Regions from separate parts of the Hordeum vulgare genome. Here regions 1 and 2 are each linked to region 3. A link is a contact called in public Hi-C data. All regions are on one chromosome and are shown on one strand. Each heading gives the region's core, a stretch centred on a gene start, on an enhancer-like site or on the middle of the called end of the contact. The rest is flanking DNA. Distances are from core to core; before and after follow the strand shown. Region 1 holds the start of LOC123443856 (V-type proton ATPase subunit c''2). Region 2 holds the start of LOC123443858 (protein YIPF1 homolog). Region 3 holds the start of LOC123443857 (carbon catabolite repressor protein 4 homolog 6).

Evidence for each region. A called contact is a pair of places that touch in the nucleus more often than the background predicts.
Region 1: a Hi-C map of seedling shows a contact between it and region 3, with 2.2 times the contacts expected there. The contact joins the promoter of LOC123443856 here to the promoter of LOC123443857 in region 3. A contact is called at or near these places in 2 of 6 Hi-C or Micro-C datasets (leaf and seedling) and 1 of 1 datasets of contacts at active chromatin or transcription factors (embryo).
Region 2: a Hi-C map of leaf shows a contact between it and region 3, with 4 times the contacts expected there. The contact joins the promoter of LOC123443858 here to the promoter of LOC123443857 in region 3. A contact is called at or near these places in 2 of 6 Hi-C or Micro-C datasets (leaf and seedling) and 1 of 1 datasets of contacts at active chromatin or transcription factors (embryo).

The regions. Positions count from the first base shown.
Region 1 is chr3H:358,974,620-358,977,858 of MorexV3_pseudomolecules_assembly, reverse strand. LOC123443856 (V-type proton ATPase subunit c''2) reads right to left here and starts at 1,530. Exons shown (of 4, transcript XM_045120394.1): 1 at 1,280-1,530; 2 at 1,106-1,183. The coding sequence starts at 1,395.
Region 2 is chr3H:359,695,751-359,699,289 of MorexV3_pseudomolecules_assembly, reverse strand. LOC123443858 (protein YIPF1 homolog) reads right to left here and starts at 1,705. Exons shown (of 5, transcript XM_045120396.1): 1 at 1,518-1,705; 2 at 1,328-1,448; 3 at 1,026-1,242. The coding sequence starts at 1,577.
Region 3 is chr3H:359,315,425-359,318,859 of MorexV3_pseudomolecules_assembly, reverse strand. It overlaps LOC123443857 (carbon catabolite repressor protein 4 homolog 6), which reads right to left and starts at 1,745. Exons shown (of 15, transcript XM_045120395.1): 1 at 1,551-1,745; 2 at 968-1,472. The coding sequence starts at 1,610.

The DNA of each region.
Region 1 (3,239 bases), core at 281-2,780, 340 kb after region 3:
TATTATTGAAGCATATGATCTAGTGTATACAAAATGGCAGTCTAGCTCCCTGGTTACTATCAGACTAGTGTTTCTCCAATACATCATATGAACTCACATCCTTCTTCCTCTAACGACATAGAGGGTGTTTGTGCTACATCCAATTGTAGATGTAGAGCCAAAACACTAGTTTTCCTTTGTTATACTGCCTACCATTCTAACGAACATGCCCTCCAACAAAACAAGAGAAGAATAAAAGCCACAAACACAGGTTCAATGACGAATCAAATTATAAAGACAAACTAAGGAACTAGACCAGATCCCACACGACCACTGTAAGAACTTGATGGGCCTAACATAACAGAGGAACCGCAAAACAAACAAAAGAAAATAAGCCTCCTGCTTTGACTTTCTATCTATCATGATTCCAGTAGAAGTTGATAGCAGTATCTGGCCTTCGTGCGTTGCCAGCATGCAGAGCGTTTGTCACGACTTACATAACGGTTAAATTGGTTTATTAAAACGAGACGGTTAAATTGGTTTATTAAAACGAGACTAAACAAGTGCGAAATGTGAGGATTCAGGATGGGTGACTGACACAACAATGGACATACGGACCTATATCCAAATTAGGCGTGTCTGACATAACCACGAAAATTTCTTCACAGGCAACAACAATTGCACGCCCTTGTCTTTGGCATTTGTTAGAATATCATCAGTGCATTTACCCATGGATAGTTTGCAATGAGATAATGTCCGATTCTTCCTACTAAGAGATGTAAGTCAACTAATCGTATAAACACCGAAAGTGATTCACCATGGAAGGAATATCAGCCCCTCCAAGCTAGTTGAATAATTTACCATCAGAAGCAAGGTGGTTTGCTCTACTCAAACATCGGACGCTTAATTTCATGTAACACAATGCTAACTAACAGAAGAAACAATGGCCAATCCATCTCCTGGACGCAACCACGCATCATCAAGTTTAAGGTAGACAAAAGTCAAGAGCTCACAGCCCAGAGCCCACCCACCAAGCAAGGCCAAATCTAGCTACCGCAGTGCAGAGGAGACGGCGTCGAGACAAATCAGGCCCACCAGGTTAGCAAGGCTCCAGAGATTCCCTCACCTGATGAGGTTCTTGGAGGTGATCCTGGGCGCCTTGATGGCGGCCCCGATGAGGCTGCTCCCCGTGATGAAGATCCCCCTGACAGCAGCAAAACCACAGTGGGGCAGTATGAGAAGATGCGCGCAGCAGATCCAGCGAGGCGATGCCCGGAAGGGGGGGAAGATTAGGTCTCACCATGCTGCGCCGAGGACAGAGACGCCGATGGAGACGGCGATGCCGATGGCGGAGAAGGTGTAGGGCGAGATATGCACGAGCGCGCGCGCCCACGACGACGAGTAGTCCGACGACATCCTCCCACCACGATCTCCACCGGTGCGCGCTCGGTGCTGGATCGGGGATTTTCTTTCTCTCTCTTTGGGATGGTTGGATCGGTGACTGGGGAAGGAGAGAGAGTCGGGGTGCGATGGAGGAGAAGATGTGTGCGTGGTCTGCACGGGGACCAACCAGCCTTGCTGGGGCCAGAAGGTATGCGCTCCGTCCGATCTGGTTATGGACGGCGCAGAGGAGATCGTATATTTCTTTATTGTTTTGCGGGAGAGGGGATCGTGTCAGTCCGGGTCACGTGCTAGTCTTGAGGGGGGCTCCTAATCACCGCATGGAGCGATGGACTGCGAGCAAACACGCAGCCACACTCCTGCGGCTCGCCCCGGACGCGGTCGCATTCCTTTTTTTTTTTTGCTTTTTATTTACTAAATTAATAAAATGTTTACCAAAGTTAATAATCATATAAGAATTTTAAAGAAAATATTCTAGAAATATAAAAAACGTTAGTGAATTTATAAAAATATTTCAAAAAGTTTTTGAAGATTCTGAAAATAGTTGAAAGTATGAAAATGTCCATGGTTTGAAAAAATAGGTTCATGAATTCATAAAATATTAGTAAAGTTGAAAAATATTCAGGAATTCAAATAAATTTAATAAATTTATTAAATAATCATGAATTTAAAAATGTTCAAAAGGTGTTCATGTATTTAATAAATGTTCATGAATACAAAATTTGTCACAAATTTCAAAAATGTTCATGATTTTCAAAAATGGTCATGGATTCATAAATGTTCATGGTTTCAAAAATTGTTCAAGAATTCCAAAAATATTCACGAATTTTAAAATGTTCGCGTTTCAAAAGAAGTTTGTGAATACAAAAAGTCTTCTAAGATTAAAAAATCACAAATTTTAAAATTGTTACTGAATTCAAAATATATTAGTGATTTCCTAAAACATTGAAGAACTTAAATTATATTCACGAATTCCAAAAATGTACGCCAATTTGAAAAGAAATCATGATTTAAAAAATATTCATTAATGTATTCATGATTTTGAATCACATATTTATAAAAATGTCTATACATTTAAAAATATATTTGTAAACATGGAAAATATTCACTATTTAGAAAAGTATTCAGAAATAAAAAAATGTTAGCAACTTCACAAAATGTTCACAAATTGAAAAAATGTTCACATATTCAAAAAATGTTCGTAATTTCAAAATATGTTTGTGAATCTGAAAAAGGATCATGCATTTGGTTTATATATTCAAAGATATTCCTCGAAAAAAATGTTTGTGAATTCATAAATTGTTCACGATTCCAAAATTAGAAAAAAAAATGGAAAAAATAAGTAAAAAAAATAAAAATAGAAAGAAGGATAAAAAAAGGCACGCAAGGTTATATAAGCTTCCTAAAACCAGTGTAAAACAAATATTAAAAGAGCATAAACTGGCTGGCCCATATAAGCATTGGAATATGTGTTACGTGCCTAACGAGCGACCTACACGGTAAATAGGAACCTTGAGACGCTGCAAGACCAATAGAAAAAGGCAAGCTTACATAGTTGGTGGACTCGTGGTGGTGAGTCGAGTAAGCATATCAATAAACCAATCTCCCTCTAAAAACAATTGACCAATCGATCGGGCCTGCATAAATAAGGAAACAAAATTGATCATATCTAGGAGTTCATCTCGGACGGGAAACTATAATCTATGTTAAGATTTGGTTGTGTCATTATTGATTACTAGTTAAATGCTCCGTGCGTTATTGATTACTAGTTAAATGTCCCGTGCGTTTTCACGAGACAACAAAACAATGTTTCTCTAATTGTATTTGTCCCACTTCATCTCTTTCCCACATGGTCCTAT
Region 2 (3,539 bases), core at 456-2,955, 380 kb before region 3:
CAAAGAATTATAAATTTAATTCTTTGTATAAATAAAATCTTCCACAGAATCAACAGTTTAGATAAATCAAAACATGGCAAACTGCTAATATAAACCAGCACGCGTGGATCCTATTATTGTTGTGAAATTTAGACGAAGGCAATAAAATATGTGGCACAAATATAGTTGATAGCACCACAAAGAATACTCTGCACATATGAAGCTATTTATGGATGATCATATCCGATTATCAGTTACGATCACTTAATTGTTGTGAACCAGTACTGTCCTAACTTGATATGATTTAGGACTTGTATTATTATTTGCTGTAGCAAGGATCAGGATAGATACATTCACACCATGGTCACTATGCCACAAACTAATGAAATGAAACAGTCTACTTAATTTAACTGAACACAGATGTCCAACAAAACAGCTGAAATGAAACCTTAATGTAAGCATTTGAATATTTCAAGGCTTCTACAAATTATACCTAGGATTAAAGGAAATAATCCTAGGAAATATCTGCCACTAAACGATTAGCTTTCCATCAGGATACCACAGGAAAATGTCCAGTATTTTACACTTGTAAGAAAAGCAAACAGCAACCAATGTCACACCCCGTGCTGTGAAATAAACCCTGCTCCCTCTTCTAAAGAAAGGGCCTACCATTAGAAGACCATTTCAAGGCCAAGGAATTATCTTAACAGCATTCCGACTGTTCACAAGCATTAATCAACACTGTGGAGATCAGGTGAATCAAGAGCAATATCCCACTATACCAGAACCCAGAGCTTATGGAATGATCAGCCACAGAAGGAACTGGTTCATGAAACTAAAACCTTATTCTTAACTACTACTAGATCAACAACACACTCACATTCCACAACTAAGACGGTATATCAGGATTCATGCCCAGCAAAAACACTAAAGCATTCTAACATTTTACTAATCTTGCCACATTCATTCTCAAGCATACAGATCTTATTGTCAACAAGAGAATGAAGCAAACATATATAAAGTAGGGGGATGCGGCTAAAGCATACAGGTCGGGTTTGTCCGAAGTCTTCTCTGTGAAGTTGCCGCGGAAGGGGAAGACCGACTCCCAGATCCTCTCCACGACATCGGACGTGTCAACGTCGAAGTAGGGCTTGTAGGCCGCTACGGAGAACATGCGGAACCAGCCGCCCTGCGCGGCATCGTCCGATCCACCATCGCTACCCCTGCCTCCGCCTGCCCCTCCAACCTTGGACGAGAAGGTGTCTGCACAGCCGCTAGAACAAAGTCAGATCCACGATGGAGATCCGATGTCAGAGCAGAGAGTAGAGAGGAGGAGATCTGATTTCACCGTCTGAGTCAGTGGGCGGGCGGTAGGCGCCAGAGATCTTGCCCTTGGCTTCAGAGGGTGGGAAGGTCTGGAGGTTGGACTCGGTGAACTTGATGGTCTGCGGATCTGGCCCCGTCGCCGCCTGCGCGAGACGTGAGAGGTGAGGCGCGAGAAGAGATGAACGATGGGCGAGGGGTTGATGGGTGCTTACCGGGACGGATCCGGAGGCTTTGGGGTCGTCGAGGGCGGAGTAGCCACCGCCGGACATCATCTTGACCGGCGACAGAAACAGCCGCGGCGGAGAATCGGGGAAGGGAAGCTTCGGGGCGGAGCAAGCGTCCCGCAGCGGCAAGGCGAGAGTTAGGCCGGCCGCGTGAAGAGATGGGTAAATGTCTTCTCGGATCTTGTTGCAGCTGTTATAAACGCGCGCCTTCTTGGCAAGTGAAACAGTGTCGGGTATTCCTGTTTTTTGTTAGAAGAACCTGTTTATTTTAGAAAAAAAGACGCAATCGGTCATATACACAGGCATACATTCACTTCTATAAATGTACATATGCACATCCTATCTCTATGAGTACCTCCGAAAGACTGAGCCGTCATATTGAGATTTATGAAATCACCGTAGGCGCCTCGTCGTTGATGAAAACGTCTTCTCCACTGAAAACGTATCGCCGGAAATCCTGAAATAAATCCAGGAATAATGAAAGCACGAGGACTTGATCCCCAATAAGTTGAGATATCATTGTCTCTCTAACCATCCTACCACAGTCTCTCTCCATCCTACCACATGTTGGTTTGCACCTGTTTTTTTTTACATAAATGATGTTCTTGTTATAACTATCCGGGTTGTTTTTACGAGGTCGGCCCGTGAGCACACGTGTCCCGCACATAATGGGTCTAACCCAGCATACTATTTAAAAGGGTCGAGGTAAGGCTCACGGGCCAACATAGACGACACGTTTTTTTTTCTTAATCTCACTTGTTTTTACCAAGTTATTGGACCAAAAGGCCAAAACTAGCCCATTTAGGTGTGTGTTGGGCCTTTGAGCACCTATGGTTCATGTCATGTAGCACTTGCAGGTCTGTTTATAAGTGGGTCATGTTGTGCCGACAATAAACCCCACCTCGGCAGCCGAGCATGACACGCATGGTAAATGAGCCGACCGACATGCATGTTTTTCGGCCTTTGGGTTGTTCTGAGGCCATTTTCGCCTTTTGGGTCAATAACTTGGTAATAAAAATGAACGAGCCATGTCATGCCAGCCTGCGGACCTCGCCTCGATGGATAACCACAACACATGGCTCACCACGAGCTAGGTACGACCTATTTAGTCATGTGTCGGGCATGCATGCTCGTGGGCCGGATCAATAACAACGACCCATTTGGCCACCTATAGTTGTAACTGTTGCGATATGCCCTGGAGGCAATATTAAATGTTATTATATATTTTCACGTTCGTAATTATGTTTATGTTGTGTGCTATAATTGCAATAGTCCTTGAGTGTGTATATCCAAGAGGCTCAGATTAAAAATCATGTGCTCCTCCGACGATGGACTAGTACGTGAAAGCACAATTGCTCCCTAGGGTGGTTTTGATAATTGATCACAATATATGCATCATTGGACTAATGTGTTTTCCAAGTGTATTTTAGAAAAGTTCAAAAGATGCTATGGCTTAAGGTTTATGTGGAGATACCCCTAGATGCAAGAAAGGAATAATATTGGCTCAAGCTTCAAGCTAGAAGATTCTTTATTTTATATTTGTAAGAAATCACTTTTGAGTCCATAGGAAAGCCAATACTATTAAAAGGGGGTGAGGTAGTAAAATGAACTGATTGCTCAAATGCTCAAAGTTAGCCACCAAAACACTCAGTCATTTTTCCCACATATCCATTCTGTCAAGATCCACATACACAAATTCGGTGTCACAAACATTCCCATATCAGACCCACCGAGTTTAAACCTCAGACAGAACCCTAGCCATTCCCACCAAATCGGTGCAACCGAAACTGCATCGGTGCTACCGAGTTCAGTGTGACGAACATTCTGTTGCTAAGATACAGCAAGTCGGAATTTCTGAGTTTGAGTATCGGTGCCACCGAGTTTGGCCATCTGACCGTTAGTCACCTTTTCGGTGCCACCGAGTTCTATATATCGGTCTCACCGAGATTGGCCATCTGACCGTTAGTCACCTTTTCGGTGCCACCGAGTTTTATATATCGGTCTCACCGA
Region 3 (3,435 bases), core at 496-2,995:
TTGATGGGCAGTTGGGCGTTTCAATCCTGGCGCCAGCTACAGCATCAACGCAAAAATGGGAACCGGGCACTTGGGATTTTTCTGTTGCACGAGATAAAGCCGTGAGTGCAGCGGACGGCTTTCTTAGCGTCCGTGATTAGCGTCTGCCGTTGAAATAGGAGGCGCTAAGTTGCTTCTCTAATTCTACGAGATTTATTTTGTTTCTCAAAGCGCCTATACAGGCGCTTTTCATTGCAGATGCCCTTAGCACATCAACTGGAACTGCCGTCTCAGAGTTCACGACTTCAAAGGCATCTATCTTGATTTGGAAATCAAATTCCAAGTTTTTCATCATGACGATAATACTAGCTATAAATGACTCAGTTGCAATCATTATTAAGGAAACTTTCAGTTATGAGATAGAGCTAGGAATAAAAATTACTATAATAAGTAAAAGAGTGAATTCCACTTTTTACCCTGTAGTTGTAAATTTGTGACACATATTACCCCATTTAGTGGAAATTCTACTGGAACATCAGATTTTAGAGACTTTTAAATGATATTACCTCAGTTTTTCATTTTGCTTGTTTGTGTTAGATAGGATCTGCATGTTGCGTAAATGATTCGTAAGAAAAATGAGTAAAGTACAAAGGGCATTATTGACCATCATGTCCAGACTTTTCTTGTCCATTTGTTCCATTCCTCGTCCTCGGCCAGATATTTTTGGATCCCACACATCAACTTACACCTTCCCTAATGGACATGCATAAAAAAAATGAGTGTCTAAAGCTTCTTAAAGGGGTATTCTAGATGAATTTCCACTTGACGGGGTAATTCGTGTCACAAATGCACATCTAGGGGGTAAAATGTGGAATTCACTCTAAGTAAAACTAGTATACTGCTTGGACTTGAGAATAATGCTCCTAAGATGGTTTTGCAACACATTGCTGCAAATAAATACAGTAAATGTTAAGCATTGAGATGGTACCAGCATGGCGCGGTGGCAGCTTCTGCACAGATCGCCACTCTCGTTTGTACTGTGCCAGCCTCGATTGCAGCTGCGGCGCCGCAGGTCGGAACCCAGCATTCCGTGGCAGGAACCCTCCATTCGGTGGCACAACTCTGTATGGCTGTGGATGCCAGTGACCGTACTGATTTGGAGTCCCGTAGCCGTACTGAGGGCCTGGGAACGGCCCCTGCGGCGGATGGCTGTAGTTGTACGGCACAAACCCGTAAGGCTGAACCTGCGGCTGCGGCTGCGGATGTGGTTGAGGTTGACCATAGCCATATCCGTACGGCGGCGGCTGGAGCTGCGGCCCGTGCCTGTACTGCGGTGGAGACGCGCGAGGACCCCCGCCGCGACGGAGGGAATCGTTGGCAGCGGGCACAGTGCTGAGGTGGGAATCGCCGCTGACGAGCTCGGCGTCGGCGTAGGCGGAAGGAGGCGGGGGGCGGGAGGAGTATCCGCGGTGAGGCCGCGAGGATCCTCGGCGCTGCAAAAGGGGAGAAGGGTAAAAGGGGTTTAGATGTCAGGGATTGATAGGGAGGAGGAAGCCCAAACGGAGATTTACGTTGTAGTGAGAGGACATCGAGGCGGCTCGACGGAGAAAAGCTGAGGGGACGACGCGCATCCCCTGTGGTCACGACGGTGGCGGCAACGGCGGGCGGCGGCCTGGGAACAGCCGCATTCGACGAGTCGCCGGGGGCGGCGGAGTTGACTGCTGGCGCGGCGACGAAGGGGACGGGAGGCGGTGTGCTGCCGACGCAACGCCGAGGCAGGAGTACTAGGCTTTCCCGACTTCCTTACACTAACTTCGTGTCAGACCCTTGATTTTCGATCGGATGGTTGGCAGGAAAATGCCTTGTATCTGCAGCAGTATTTTCTGGATTCTCTTTCCTTGTAAAAAAGGATTAGACAGTAAACTAAGCTTAAACTGAACCTTTTCAGTGATTTGTGTTTGGGAATCGTTTCTGGCCGGTGCGTCGACCGCGCGCCTGTTGACTGGGCATGTAACATTTTTTCGTTTAAATTGTTGCAACCAACGTTATTTTTGCTGTAAGCGTTATTTTTTTGCTACATCTAGTCCACTAAAAAAGCTGCATATACGTTTGGTTGCAACTTCAGTTCTTCGGATTTTTCGTTACAATCGATGTTTTTTTACTTTTGCTACAACCGTGTTAATTTTTGCTACAGCCGGCATCATTTTTTGCTATAACCGTTCACTAAAAAAGTTGCATACACGTCACGTAAATATTTGTTACAACCGGCGTTTGACTTTTGCTACCACGCACCATCAGCTTCGTTTTTTTGCTACGATCACGTAGATATTTTTTTTGCTACAAATTTTGTTTTTTGTTGCAACCGTTGAAAAATTGTTGCATCGCATCGAAATTTTGCTGCATCGGGATGAAAAATGTTGCATGGAGATCCAACGGCGCGGACGCGCAGGGGTTGGTGGATCGTGCGGCCCGCGCGCGGTTTCTGCCGGTGCGCCGGCGCAGAGCACTGCCCTTTGTGTTTTTGGCAGTCTGTATGTTTTACGATCTGAACATTTAAAACCATCAGATCTGATTTTTTATTTTTTTTGCGAATAAAAAATTTCATTGATTAAATGGGATCAAAACAGTCCTCCTTACATAAGGTATCAACCTCTACCGGCGTACAGCGAAGCCAGACGGCCGTTCGCTAATCTACATGACCAATACGGGCAAGAGCAACTTTATTCCTACTCCTGACCACATGCAATATCGCATGTTCTCCCACCTCTTTGAGGGTTCGCTTGATCTCCATTAGCAGTGCCGCGCAGGGTGATCTGTGTTGGGGAACGTCGCATGAGAAACAAAAATTTTCCTACGCGGACGAAGACCTATCATGGTGATGTCCATCTACGAGAGGGGATGAGTGATCTACGTACCCTTGTAGATCGTACAGCAGAAGCGTTAGAGAACGCGGTTGATGTAGTGGAACGTCCTCACGTCCCTCGATCCGCCCCGCGAACAATCCCGCGATCAGTCCCACGATCTAGTACCGAACGGACGGCACCTCCGCGTTCAGCACACGTACAGCTCGACGGTGATCTCGGCCTTCTTGATCCAGGAAGAGAGACGGAGAGGTAGAAGAGTTCTCCGGCAGCGTGACGGCGCTCCGGAGGTTGGTGATGACCTTGTCTCAGCAGGGCTCTGCCCGAGCTCCGCAGAAACGCGATCTAGAGGAAAAACCGTGGAGGTATGTGGTCGGGCAGCCGTGAGAAAGTCGTCTCAAATCAGCCCTAATTGCTCCATATATATAGGAGGAGGGAGGGGGGCCTTGCCTTGGGGTCCAAGGACCCCCAAGGAGTCGGCCGAGCCAAGGGGGAGGACTCTCCCCCCCCCCAAACCGAGTTGGACTAGGTTTGGTGGGAGGGAGTCCTCCTCCCTTCCCACCTCCTCCCTCTTTTTTTTCTTTTCCTTTGATTT